Regions from separate parts of the Triticum aestivum genome. Here region 2 is linked to region 1. Evidence: chromatin contacts called from public Hi-C data. All regions are on one chromosome and are shown on one strand. The core of a region is the stretch at or near the end of the contact, and the rest is flanking DNA. Distances in the headings are between cores, read along the strand shown.

What was found. Hi-C and Micro-C count contacts between places; a contact is called where the count stands out from the background.
Region 2: a contact with region 1 is called in a Hi-C map of leaf, with 4 times the contacts expected there. The contact joins the promoter of LOC123147479 here to the promoter of LOC123147476 in region 1. A contact is called at or near these places in 2 of 5 Hi-C or Micro-C datasets (both in leaf) and 1 of 1 datasets of contacts at active chromatin or transcription factors (leaf).

Annotation. Positions count from the first base shown.
Region 1 is chr7A:447,343,015-447,350,037 of IWGSC CS RefSeq v2.1, reverse strand. LOC123147476 reads left to right here and starts at 2,730. Exons shown (of 4, transcript XM_044566728.1): 1 at 2,730-3,300; 2 at 4,109-4,540; 3 at 4,636-4,948; 4 at 5,117-5,730. The coding sequence starts at 2,782. The coding sequence ends at 5,289. LOC123147477 reads right to left here. Exons shown (of 4, transcript XM_044566733.1): 3 at 6,519-7,023; 4 at 5,896-6,300.
Region 2 is chr7A:447,775,572-447,782,781 of IWGSC CS RefSeq v2.1, reverse strand. It overlaps LOC123147479 (pre-mRNA-splicing factor SLU7), which reads left to right and starts at 2,253. Exons shown (of 9, transcript XM_044566737.1): 1 at 2,253-2,423; 2 at 2,673-2,836; 3 at 2,931-3,043; 4 at 3,225-3,635; 5 at 3,756-3,891; 6 at 4,004-4,303; 7 at 4,888-5,104; 8 at 5,469-5,572; 9 at 5,665-6,102. The coding sequence starts at 2,408. The coding sequence ends at 5,811. LOC123147480 reads right to left here and starts at 2,146. Exons shown (of 10, transcript XM_044566738.1): 1 at 1,859-2,146; 2 at 1,667-1,763; 3 at 1,469-1,573; 4 at 1,287-1,364; 5 at 835-890; 6 at 380-437. The coding sequence starts at 1,989.

The DNA of each region.
Region 1 (7,023 bases), core at 1,481-3,980:
TTTGGGTGTATCAAACGTCACAACGTAACTGGGTGACTATAAAGGTGCACTACAGGTATCTCCGAAAGTATCTATTGTTTTATGCGGATCGAGACTGGGATTTGTCACTCCGTGTAAACGGAGAGGTATCTCTGGGCCCACTCGGTAGGACATCATCATATGCGCAATGTGACCAAGGAGTTGATCACGGGATGATGTGTTACGGAACGAGTAAAGTGACTTGCCGGTAACGAGATTGAACAAGGTATTGGATACCGACGATCGAATCTCGGGCAAGTAACATACCGATAGACAAAGGGAATTGAATACGGGATCGATTGAGTCCTTGACATCGTGGTTCATCCGATGAGATCATCGTGGAACATGTGGGAGCCAACATGGGTATCCAGATCCCGCTGTTGGTTATTGACCGGAGAACGTCTCGGTCATGTCTGCATGTCTCCCGAACCCGTAGGGTCTACACACTTAAGGTTCGATGACGCTAGGGTTATAAAGGAAGCTTGTATGTGGTTACCGAATGTTGTTCGGAGTCCCGGATGAGATCCCGGACGTCACGAGGAGTTCCGGAATGGTCCGGAGGTAAAGATTTATATATAGGAAGTCCTGTTTCGGCCATCGGGACAAGTTTCGGGGTCATCGGTATTGTACCGGGACCACCGGAAGGGTCCCGGGGGCCCACCGGGTGGGGCCACCTGCCCCGGGGGGCCACATGGGCTGTAGGGGGTGCGCCTTGGCCTACATGGGCCAAGGGCACCAGCCCCAAGAGGCCCATGCGCCTAGGGAACCCTAGAGGGAAGAGTCCTCAAGGGGGAAGGCACCTCCGAGGTGCCTTGGGGAGGATGGACTCCTCCCCCCCTCTTGGCCGCCGCACCAGATGCCATCTGGAGGCTGGCCGCCGCCCCTTGGGGTGGGAAACCCTAAAGGGGGCGCAGCCCTCCCCTTCCCCTATATATATGAGGCCTAGGGGCTGCCCATAACACGCGATTTGATCTCTCGTTGGTGCAGCCCTGCCCCTCTCCCTCCTCCTCCTCTCCCATGGTGCTTGGCGAAGCCCTGCGGGATTGCCACGCTCCTCCATCACCACCACGCCGTTGTGCTGCTGTTGGATGGAGTCTTCCTCAACCTCTCCCTCTCTCCTTGCTGGATCAAGGCGTGGGAGACGTCACCGGGCTGTACGTGTGTTGAACGCGGAGGTGCCGTGCGTTCGGCACTTGATCATCGGTGATTTGAATCACGACGAGTACGACTCCATCAACCCCGTTCACTTGAACGCTTCCGCTTAGCGATCTACAAGGGTATGTAGATGCACTCTCCTTCTACTCGTAGCTGGTTTCTCCATAGATAGATCTTGGTGACGCGTAGGAAAATTTTTGAATTTCTGCTACGTTCCCCAACAGAGTTTGCCCTAGCAATCAATTGTTAGGGAAGTGCAACGAGAATGCAACGGAATTTTATGATTTATATGTCACAAAAATTACATGATTAGAATCTTCTTTCGAATAAAAATTCAACCATAGACTTTTTATAGCATACTATAAGGGGCGTGCTACACGTCGGTCGGCGAAATCCGCCACCCGTCCGATTTGTTGATGCAGCATGTCCATATCGTTCCTCTTGCAACAAGACCTTTGTTGCAAAACCTTCACTTCTCTAATTTTCTATAACACAATCCTTATTGTAAAACCTTCTCTTCTCTAATTTCCTGACAAGACTCATGTTGCGCAAACATCTTTTTCTCTAATTTTCTGCAACAGTACTCTTATTGTAGAAGTTGTAAACTCATATCCGACACATCTAATTTTCTGCAACAAGACCTATGTTGCAAAAATTGCAACAACATCTCCGGTCGTGTCTCGCACTTGCACAGTCGTCGTCCGCTGCCACCATTCTACAACACCACCGCTGTTGCAGAGATGAGATGAGAAAGAGAGATGTGCTCATGTAGACCACGTGTTGAGCAAGGGAGGTGGCGGACGCCCTACGCTAGATCGGCCGACTGATTAAAATCATTTTCCATAATATAAATCATATGTTGTTAGTTATATACTCCCTCTGTTCATGAATAAGTACTTCTACCTTTTGTGTTAAGTCAAATATTTTTAATTTTGATCAACTTTAGAAAAAAGCAGTAGCATATATGAAATCAAATTGACATATTATGAAAGTACATTTTAAAATGAATTTAGTGATACTAATTTAGTGTCATGTTGTTATTTTTTTCTATAAAGTTGATGCAGATATACATTTATTCGTGGACGGATGGAGTAAATAGTTAAAATTTGATTCAAAGTACGAAGGAGTCTAATAAACCCGGAGACGGCGAAAGTACAATATAAAAAATGCGTATTCCTCTGAGATTTTAGGTAGTTTTGTAAAATAAAATTCGATTTTGCTCCCTGTCCGTGAGGCTACGAACCGTAGCCAGCCATGTGGAACCTTTCTGGCATCCTTCACACGCAAATCGAAAGGCACCTTGCAAAGGCACCTACACCGTCCTGGGATCCCCGCCACGTGTCCCTTCACTTCCCCGGCGTCGCACGCAACACCGGAGATACCCAAAGCACAGATCTCTTCGCTCCCTCGCCACTCCAACCTGCTCCCCCACCGTTCTGTAAAAAAAAAACACCTGCCCCCCACCGACATGTGGGCTCGCCGCTCACCAGTGCGGCCCCACGTGCCCCCGAGCAGAATAAAAGGGCCCACTTCCTCGTCCCCGCCTTCCAACCGCCGGCATTTTACACCTGTGCGGCGTACCCCTCCTTCCTCCCCTTTCCCGCCCTCATGGCCAACGGCGACCGCCTCGCCGGAGCACCGTCCCCGCCGCCTATGCCGCCGCCGCTGCCTCCGTCACTAAGCAGGCCGCCGAATCGGCCACTGTCGGAGAACCACCTGGCGATCTCCGTGCCGCTGCTCTCGCTCGCCGGCTCCGGCGCCGACGCAGACGCGCCGCTGGCGCGGTGGCTCCGGCGGCTCGAGGCGTTCCTCGCGGTGTCGGGGCTCTCTGCCTCGACCCCTCTCGGCGTGGCCTTCGCGGCGTCCGCGCTGGCGGTGGTGGGCGTCGCGCTGCCCGCGATGGCCGTGAGCCTCTCCCCATGCCGCAAGCACGAGCGGGTCTGCGACGACTTCGAGGTTGAGATGTTCGAGGTGTGCGTCATGATGTCGCAGGCGGCGGCCGCGGCCGTCGCCGTCGCCTGCGTGTCGCGGAAGATGGCCATGTACGGCCTCCGCAAGTTCCTCTTCGTTGACCCGGAGCTTGGCATGCGGATCCGCTTCCAGAAGGAGTACGTCGTCAGGATCCAGGTGCTGTCTCGCAGAGCTCAATTTTGGCGTGTGCTTCCATGACTTGCGGACGAATGCCTAGTAGTAACTTTTCCATATGGCCCGTTGATTGGGGGAATTTTTGTGAGAGCTTTGGTATCCTGATTTAGCTGTGAAATGAGGCAAGGAACTTGTCTGGATTCATCTTCAAAGCGAGCAGCCGGATGAATTTCTTGTTATACTGACTAGTAGATGATCAAGTGCAACCGTGCTCCGCGCCATTTTGTCGAAACATAGTGCAACTGAATGATAAATTAAGTGAAATCAGGGAGCATATGATTGCTTTGCGTTGTGCATGGATTTAGGAAGAAACAATACATTGGGAGTCTTGAGACTGTGGATGTAAGATGGTGCTTAGATTCAGGAGGTTTCCTTGTTGCAGCCCATCTGCTAACCTACTGAAAATCTGAAACCTCCTGTCTGGATCCTTTTTTTAATATATATTTCTGCCGCCCTGGATTCATGGGCCTGTCCTTACTTGAGGGTGGGTCGAGGTGATCGATTCTCGGTTATATATGTTGTAGTATATGCATGTCAGCATGTGCCTGCTTGTGTCCGCATGTGAGCGGGGCCATGGGTGTGTTGCAGTCATGCACTGGCAGGTTTGTGTTTGTGCCACATGTCTGTTTGATTAGTCTCTACTAGTCATAGGTTTAGTTATTTCTAGTGGAAATTTGAATTATGAAATTCCGTGACTAGGACTGCAAACATTATTCATTCATCACTCATAATGTGTATGAGTTTTGTCATTCGATTTTTGTGTTGACAAGTGCTGCGACCCCAATGACAGGACTTCTTCCGAACACTTATGTGGTGGATATTGCCATGCCTTGCTGTGAAGGTCACTCGAGAGATGTTCCGCTTTTCCCACATGTTCCATCAGTCAATTTGGAGGTCATGCATTGTGCTATTTGCTTCCATCATGTCATGGATGTATTTGACCACAATTGTGTTGTCTTCCTGCATGCTTTTCAACTTGGTTTGCAATCTACAAGTTATACACTTTGATGATTACGGAAAAGTTGTAGAGCAAGACGCGGATCCTCTAGTCTATTTGAAAGAGCACCTGCAGCTCCGCCATAATCTCTCCAAAATCAGTCACAGGTTCCGCATGTTCCTTTTGCTGCTCTTCTTTTCTGTTACAGCAAGCCAGTTCGCCATTCTTTACAAGACAACAGCATACAACGGGCCAATCAATTTCACCAATGGTGGTGATATAGCTGTGAGTACCATATGTTCGTTTATTCCAAAAACATCATAAACTTCCCCTTCTGTATGTGGTGTAAATAATATCAGATCATAAATTTTCTGCTGCAGGTATCTTCAGTTGTTCAAGTTGTAGGCCTTGTCCTTTGTTTACATGGAGCTGCTAAAATTTCTCACAGAGCTCAAAACATTGCCGCAATAGCTAGTCGATGGCATGCTTTAGCGACATGCTCGAGTGATTCTACATACGTGAGCACCCCAAATGATTCTGGGAACCTTGTGCCCTTTCCAGCGCATATGTTTCTGAGAGATTACTCGGAAAGTGACTTGGAGTCTATGGAAAGTGGCTCAATGCAAGGCAATTCTCATAACACAGCTCAATTGGCATCTTATATGTCTTCATACCACAAGAGAGAATCGCTTGGTTAGTAAGCTAATGCTTCCTTTAAATTTTGCATTGATAAACCTCGCTTTAAAGCTTCCTTCAAGTTGTGTCGCTAAATCTTTTTTTTTATGCTAGCAGTACATGCATAATGTTTTATTTTCCTTCATACAGTGCTCATGCATTTTATTCTACACTTGTGCACTGCAGTGCTCTATCTGCTAACCAACCCTGGGGGCATCACACTATACGGTTGGATTGTCGACCGGACATTCCTCAACACGATCCTGATGCTCGAGCTAACCCTTGTGCTGTTTGTGCTCAGCAAGACCGTTGTGATCCCAGTGAAAACGTTAGTCAACAGTTACATGAGTTTCCCATGAATGGAGTTTGGCGCAAGCTTTAACATTCCGATTTTGGTTTGAAGAGTGTGACACCCAGACACATAGTAGGGTTTGTACACCACACTGGCGAAGATCGGTGCCACCATCGGCAAAGTTGATCCTTCTTGAAGACTAAAATGAACCCGGATCTGAGAACAGCAAGGTTGGTGTTTCTTGATGATTCCCTGCTTGGAGCTTGATCTTTGGGGGCAATGTCTCTTGAACACAAGATTCCGGCTAACGCGAAGCATGCAATTGTTAGACATGGGTTCCCTTTGATCATTGGACTGTATGTAGGATGTTGGGCTCGGTTGTGTTGTGTACAGTTTTTGGACCCGAAGCCAGCATCCCTCTCCCTCCCCATGTGAAGTGATATGGCTGTGCATATGTACATCTGCTCTTGTATTACCACTTGATATCTATGACAAATTCTTTTTTTAACAGTTTTGTCAATGCTACTGGATTGTGTTGCTGCATATTTTTCTTGGCGTAAAGTGGAAAACAATCGAACAAATAATCTACTGTATATGTTATTGAAGCAAACTTTAGGGAGAACGGTCGCTCTGAAAGCACATGAATTCCCACGTTAGTGACAAGAAAAGGGGATTGAAGAAACATTTATGCCTATAGATATACTTCCTTTTGGCACCATCGATCAGAGATTCCAAAGGCGCACAATGTTTCAGCAGAGCACGCAGAACGACAGTCATCATGGAAATTAAACTAGATAACCAGCGAGCATTAGAACATTTCTCAAAAGGTACCTAACATAGCATCTTACTACAGGCAGAAGATCAGAGAGGTCATTAAAAATCACAAGTTGGCATGCAGCATCTGGAGTTCGAAATCAGCAAGAGATCACAACCCTAAGATCTAACACCCCATGTTTTGGATTTCAGGCTCTTGTGCTTCAGAACTGGCCATCCGTTCTACCCCAGCTCTTAGCTAATGTTGGATCCATCTGAATAGCCACCATTCACAACATCCAAAGGTTATCCAGGACAGATTAACCTAAAGAGGAAGTCAACAAAACTGTCATGAGTGTTAGGTTGACACTTGAATTAGATAGATCATTTAATACTTGCTGAAGTAGAACAGAGAAATTGAATATTAACATGAATAGCAACCCGCTTTGCTGGCAACTTCTAAACAGAATTTCCTGCCAGCAAAAGGCTAGAGGCTGGAGAGATCCTTCGTCTTTTTCCTAGTAGACATTCCGTGCAACGAACCATTATTATCAGTAGCCATCTCCCCCCTTTTCCTCTTTTGCTTCCTGCTGGAGAGGGTGCAGTTCCTCTTCAATTCCAAAACCCCGATTGGCTTGTCAAGGACATCTTCACTTGATTTCCCTTTGCATAACATACCAATCACAGCCCTAGATGGTGTAGGGAGATCACATTCATCTTTTTCATCCAGTGAAGTCAAGGATGCACTCCCGGGGTTTTTCAGCCAATCCATGATAGGGTTTTCTTTATCATATAGTGCAACATCCATCATCAATCTGCAAAGATCGAGCTCTTTTTTCCCCTTGCCATCCTTTTCTTCCTTATCTGTTTTAGATTGTTCGAACCGCAGGTTAAGATTGTATCGGACATAGACCAACTTGTGAAGCTTTTCAGAGGTAAGCTGATTTGTCGCTTGTGCATGCATCAATGCATATGTGCTCCAGTTTCGCTCGCACCTACTAGAGGACATACATCAGGACACAATTCGGATCGCATAGCCCTGAAGGAG
Region 2 (7,210 bases), core at 1,004-3,503, 430 kb before region 1:
TTCAGAGAGGCAATTCATAGCATTCAATACTTAAGAAGGGCATTTTAATGGAAACATTACCCGAAGAACACAAAATGAGAAGTATTGAACACCAGACTTTTAGGCTAATACGACATCTGCTTTTAACTAGGAGGATGGTGTAACTTCTTAACTGATAACAACACTAAATTAACATGCATGCAGAAATTTCAAATGCACGCTCAAGCATTACAACTTATCCTAAGTATATTTAGAGTTGGTAACTTTAAATCAATCTAATTTGTTATGAGAATAATCATATCGACGTGATAGTCACAATAACCAGAAAGTAGACACTGAAAAGCATAAAAACATGATAGTGAATAGACCAGTAATAGCTAGGAATGTGTTAAGATCATACAATTGCTGCTGATATTGCCATATTTATGCGCACATCCTGTACTGCTGATTTGGAGGGTCTGCAAGATGCATAAGTTTATCAATAGTATTAACTTCACATGCATGCTGCTGTTTAATTCAAATTACAAGTGCTTGGTGCACATATCCTTGTCACAAAAAAGTTGTGCTGCCCATACAGAATAAGAGTATTGGTCCTTGGTATCAAATTAAACGCATGAACATGGAGAAGGCTGAATTAAACAGGGCAATGCACGCTTGTGGGATAGGCCTGCTTATCATGCTGACTTGCTGAGTTAAAATTGTCCAGTAACATTCTCATGACGATGTTCATGGGTAATAAAGAGAATGAATTTGCCATTTTCATAACGTGTATCACAAAAATTAAGTGAACCCACAAAAATAATGTCGACGGAAAAAGGAAACAGAAATTCCTTATATTGAACTTTTTAAATGTACCTAGGTCCCCAAGGAACTATTGGTTGATTGTCAGCGTACTTGATATCCTTTGATACCTGACATTCAGAAAGTAAATGAGACAAGTAATGAAGAAAATCATATTAAGTGGAGAACATATCCTTTGATACCTGACATTCAGAAAGTAAATGAGACAAGTAATGAAGAAAATCATATTAAGTGGAGAACATTAGTAGGAAAGGACTTAGATGGTTTCAACCTACAAGTCTATCCATCTGTACATTTCCTAGGATATTTACAATGCAGTTATAACCGCACCGTACCTTTGACTGACAATGCCTTCTATAGGATATGTCTAGTTACTCCATTCTATCCTTCTACAAATAGGATATATCTAAAACATCTACATATGGAACAAATGCAATGTGAATCTTGTAATTTGTGAATGTCCCAATTATGAAAAATCAGTATCCATGCATGCCATAACAGCCAACCTGAACCGATCCATATGTGACCCCCTTCTTCCTATACTGCAGCTGCTGCATCATCACAGTGTCATACGCTTTCTCCAGCTGAAATCCCAATAGCTCCACCATTATTAGTGCACCACAACAAAACTAATAAGGCGTGCAAGCCAAAATCAAACAATCAGTCAATCTTCAATACAGCGCGTAACCTTGGCCAAGAAGTCCTCATCTCCTGTCTCCTCTGCTTCCTTGCGCTTCCTCTTGTATGCTAGCTTCATGTTGTCGAAGCTATCGAGTGGGGTAATGCCCAGAATCTAACACCGAAACAGCAGAAAATCAAAACACAGGTTCAGCAAGTGCACAATATTAGACAGAAATCTGGTCATGTAGCCCATTTCAGCGTCTACCTCATAAGAGCTCTCATCGTCGCTGAAGTCAGCGGCCCCTGCCGCCGCCGCATTCACGGCCACCCCGCATCTCCTCGGGGACGCCGACGCCAAGAGCCTTCAGTTCCCGGCAAAAATTAAAAGGATTTATCGCGTCCAGCCGTAAATCCTCAATAAAATACAGAGAAAAAGGGCGAGGTGGTACGGGATTACCGCAGCGACCGAGGGATGGCGGGCTGGCCGGCGCGACGGGGGAGCGGGAAGAAGGCGCGGCGCGATAGGGGAGAGACGAGCGCCGGGGCGAACACGGCCGGTGCGGCAGCGGTCGCCGTCGCGGCCGCCATTGGGAGTGGCCGGTTTTGGTGCGTAGGGTTTCAGAGCCTGTGCGCGACGCGACGGCGAGGGGACGGCGAAGCAGCCGGCGAGTCCTATCTGTGTGGGTCGTTGCGGAAGGTGGGGTTGGGGCGCCGCAGTTGGGCCTTTGTGGGCTCTTCCCTAGCCCCGAACGAGCCGGGATGGATTACTGGGCTTTGACGGTCCACGTTTCTCACTATGGCGGTAACCACCGTGGGCTCCCGGCTTCCGAGTCGGACCATTGCGGGTTAGCCGCCACGCATAATAACTGGCACCGCAAAGAAAAGAAAAAAAATCCTCCAAATTCGTTTGGGTGCGTTCCTCTCTTTCCTCGTCGTCTCTCGTTATCTCGGCGCCGTTCGTCGCCGCCGCCGCGTAGCGCCGGCGAGACTAGAAGAGGCAGGCGCCATGGCGACCGCTTCAGGTGAGTCGATCTTCCCGAAACCCTAACCCTATTTCGGTTCTCGCCGGTGCGGATTTCGCATCGTGAACCGCGCGGACTCTCTCCGATTTTAGATCCGGGGACATATTCTGCGGCATAATCGGTTTCGATTCGAAGGGAATTAGGGTTTCGCTGGGAGCCGCGAGGGCTTTTCGTTGCCTAATTTCTGATCGGGGTGTCGGATTACCGTCGACAGTTATCTTAGCTGTGTGATTTTTGCGTTTATGGCAGTATCGTTCAAGTCTCGTGAGGACCACCGGAAGCAGCTCGAGCTTGAGGAGGCGCGTAAGGCGGGGCTCGCCCCTGCCGAAGTCGACGAGGATGGAAACGAGATTAACCCTCACATCCCGCAGTATATGTCCTCGGCCCCATGGTATCTCAACGCCGAGAAGCCGGTAAGTTGTTTTGTGCCCTATTAAAATTCTAGTTTTTGCGGTGTGGGATGATTTGGTTAGTGGATCCCTGATTTGTTGGTTGGATGGGTTTCAGAGTTTGAAGCATCAGCGGAAATGGAAGTCGGATCCGAATTACACAAAAGCGTGGTACGATAGGGGTGCCAGGCTTTTCCAGGCCAACAAATACAGAAAAGGCGCTTGCGAAAAGTAAGTGCGGTGTTCATCTCATGCTGCTAGTTTTCGTCCAGCACTGATGCTCATCGTTATGTGGATTTTCTTGTTAGTCCTTACCGCGACTTCATAATGAAGTCCTAAAGTACTTAGCATGAATGTTCTTTGGACTCTGTAGTGAAGCATTTCTTACAGATAATGTCTCTTGATATTTCAGCTGTGGAGCCATGACTCACAATAAGAAGGCATGCATGGATCGACCTCGGAATGTTGGAGCTAAATATACCAATATGAATATAGCACCAGATGAGAAAGTCGAGTCGTTTGAGCTTGATTATGATGGCAAGCGTGACCGTTGGAATGGTTATGACACATCAACCTACACTCGTGTTATCCAAGATTATGAAGCTAGAGAAGAGGCCAGGAAAAAGTTCCTGAAAGAACAACAGCTCAAGAAGCTCGAGGAGAAGGATGGTGAGCAGGATGGTGAGAATGTGGGCAGTGAAGAGGATGAAGAAGATGGCCTGAAGATAGATGAGGCTAAAGTTGATGAGAGCGCTCAAATGGATTTTGCTAAGGTAGAGAAGCGTGTGCGCACAACAGGCGGTGGAAGCACTGGAACTGTTAGGTATGTCCTTGTTGGAAACAAATGTTGTCCCTTCAAAATTCTAGATTATATTAGGTCATGTGAACCTGAGATGTATGAAGAATCGGTTCTGATGCATATGTTTATTATTGATCTTCACAGGAATTTGCGTATCAGAGAAGACACTGCAAAGTATCTTCTGAATCTTGATGTGAACTCTGCATATTATGATCCAAAAACCCGCTCGATGCGTGAGGATCCTTTGCCAGATGCAGACCCCAATGATAAATTCTATGTGGTAAGTGATAGAGAACATACAAGTTAAATTTCTTACACTGTTCATAGTTCCGTCAAATCTCCGCTTGGCTATGCTATCAGCTTCAGTATTCTGATATATTGTTATGATGCAGGGTGATAACCAAAATAGACTTAGTGGACAAGCTCTTGAGTTCAAGCAACTCAATGTCCATGCATGGGAGGCTTTTGACAAGGGGCAGGATTTCCATATGCAAGCAGCTCCATCTCAAGCTGAACTACTGTACAAGAGTTTCAAGATCAAGAAGGAGAAGTTGAAATCTGAAAGCAAGGACAAAATTATGGAGAAGTATGGGAATGCTGCATCTGACGAACCAATCCCTCGTGAGCTTCTTCTTGGGCAAAGTGAAAAAGAGATTGAGTATGACCGGACTGGTCGCATAATCAAAGGACAGGTTGGTACATAAATACTGAGTGCTGTGCATTAATAATTATATACCTTTATAATCATTTGCTGTTCTTCTGTTACTGTGATGTGAGGTTGTGTTTTGATTATAATGTTTTGAAGATTCACATCAATTATATGGTGCGAGTGTGACTATTTTCTTGACCTCACACCATATACAGCACCCTATGGTTTCACTATAGATAATTTTATATGCACTGTACAATCCTAGACCTGAGAAGGCCAGCTAACTGCAGCCGGTTGCATGAAAGATGATGTTATTCTTGAGGTTTGAAATATGCAGTCGTAAGCGATGGGTGTCATCGGATACCAAAAATTAACCATGTGTCTCCTAAACTTCTCAAAATAAAATGTTGTTTATGTAGTTTTCCAGGGCTCTCATGTCAGTTGTGACTACCATATAGTATTGGCTATTGCTTTGTCATTTAAAATAAATTTAGAACTGCATTTTCTTTTACTTGATGCCAGCTATTTTGTTACCACGGTTAAGATTGGATGCTATGATTCTAGTTAAATTGTTCACACTATTTCTCAGTCTTGAGGTCTAATGTATAGAAAAAAATTATTCTACAGGATGTAGCTCTTCCTAAGAGCAAATATGAAGAGGATGTCCTAATTAATAACCACACAACAGTGTGGGGTTCATGGTGGAAAGATCATCAATGGGGCTATAAGTGCTGCAAGCAGACTATTAAAAATAGTTATTGCACAGGCCTTGCTGGAATCGAGGCTGCTGAAGCATCAGCTGATTTGATGAGGGAAAATATGGCCCGCAAGGAGGCTGCCGAAGGTGTGTTGAGAAATTATTTTGGCTTATATTTGTGCATCCATAGATATAATGTTGCACTCTAAAGTGGAAAAAGTCGTGACATCGTATCTTTAGCATAGTCATAGGATAAAACCATTGCTGTTGAAAAAAGCACCAAATTGCATTAAATATTAGGTCACGCTATAGTCAACTGAACAGCGATCTGTTTTATGAGAGAAGAAGGTGGTTCTCCTATTTATTTATCTGAAACTTGTCTAGTTCTTAAGAAAGTAGTCCCAGATTTCAGTTTATTCATGTTAGCCTAATTTATACTGTTATAAATCAACTGAGGTGTTACTCCACCATGGTCGTGAACATCTAAGTTAACTTGAATTACTTGGTGCAGAGGAACCTGTACGACAAGAAGAAAAGAAACTAGCCACTTGGGGAACAGATATTCCTCAGGATCTTGTTCTCGACCAGAAGTTGCTTGAGGAATCCTTAAAGAAGGTTAGCATCTCTTATTCATCCACCTTTGCATATTTCTTGTTTGTTGATTCATCATTGTTGCTGGTGCTAAAGTTCTGTTACTTTTTCTATAGGAGGCAAAGAGGAAGAAGGAAGAGATGGACGAAAGAAAGAGAAAGTACAATGTGAAGTGGAATGACGAGGTCACTGCGGAAGACATGGAGGCCTACCGTATGACAAGAGTCCGCCACGACGATCCTATGAAAGATTTTCTCAATTAGGCTTTCATGTCCCCTGGTTGCGTGGCCTATGCCTGAACTCCTTCTGCTGCCTGTCCATCCTTTGCCGGATTGTTGTGTCTGTATTCTCTGGGTGTCTAGGAAGACGGGATGGGATGGCATGCCAGCTCGTGAGTTACTGATGTTGTGAAGTACAGATATGATCGCTTGATGTCCAAAGGCAGAACGAAGTTTGTTCTCATATGTTCTTTGTAACCTCCTTCCTGGTAACCATGGCATACGCCACTCATATGGATATTTGTACCGTAAACGAGTAATAAGTGCTTCTTGCTAGATCTGTGAGTCGCATGATTTTCTGTGGAAGTGATGATCGGCGCCATCAACTCAGGCTCGTGGATCTTCACTTTGTAGTCATCAAATTTCTCCTACCATTATGAGGGGAATATCTCTCGTGCTGTAGCTTCTAGTACTAGACTAGAAGCAACTTTGTGTTCAGACTAGAAGCAACTTTGTGTTCCAAACAGAAGTACGATGAATACACGATAATGCTCGTATGCGGAATTATAAAGTTCTTCTGTGATCTTTTTTGTGGGTGGGAATATGAGAGTTTTATTCCAAAATAATTTCAAGAGGCACTAGCTCTTCAATATATGGTGGACCTATGTGACTATCAGTGCTACACTCAGCTAGCTATAATATGCCGGACAATCTCCAACTCTTATTTTGTAAGCTTCTTAATACAAGGTGCGTCTTTGTGTAGTCACACATCACTTCTACACTCAATTAGTCTATAATATGTCAGACGATCTTCAACTCTATTTTATAACTTCCAGTCTTTCATAAGTGTCTTGATCTCAGCTACAAGATAACCATAGACCGAGCAGTCTAGGCCATCACTAGTGAAAATGGACAAAGCAATAGACGAATCCAATTGGACCACCAGTGAAGGTCAGTATGCTGTATGGCAAGAGTCATACCTTGCATGGGCGCACGTGTCTCTGCCTCCAACACATCATTGCAATGAAACAAAGTATTGATATGCTCTAAAAATGACAAAGTATCGGTATGCTGCGAAAATGACGCTTCTGTGATGTCTTCTCAGAATCATACCTGCCCCTAACGTACCGTCTGCTACCAGAAATGATCCATCCACAGAGATGGCAGCATTGTCTGCCGGTGGTAGTGCCCAAGGTGGGTGGGGGTGAGGGGGGGGGGGGGGGGGGGGGGGCAGGTTTTTGCTTCACCTCGTTCCATGTCTCGTACACATGAATTTCCTTGTTTGCAAGCATTGCAAATCGATTACATATAACCGACCAAGAAACGACCGAAGCTTCCACCATGGTGGCCTCCTTCCCATGTGACGTTCGATCGTAACTTGCCAAATGCGCCAAACAAGCATAATCACTGTATCTCGCGATCTTTCAGAGCATCTCGCAAGTAC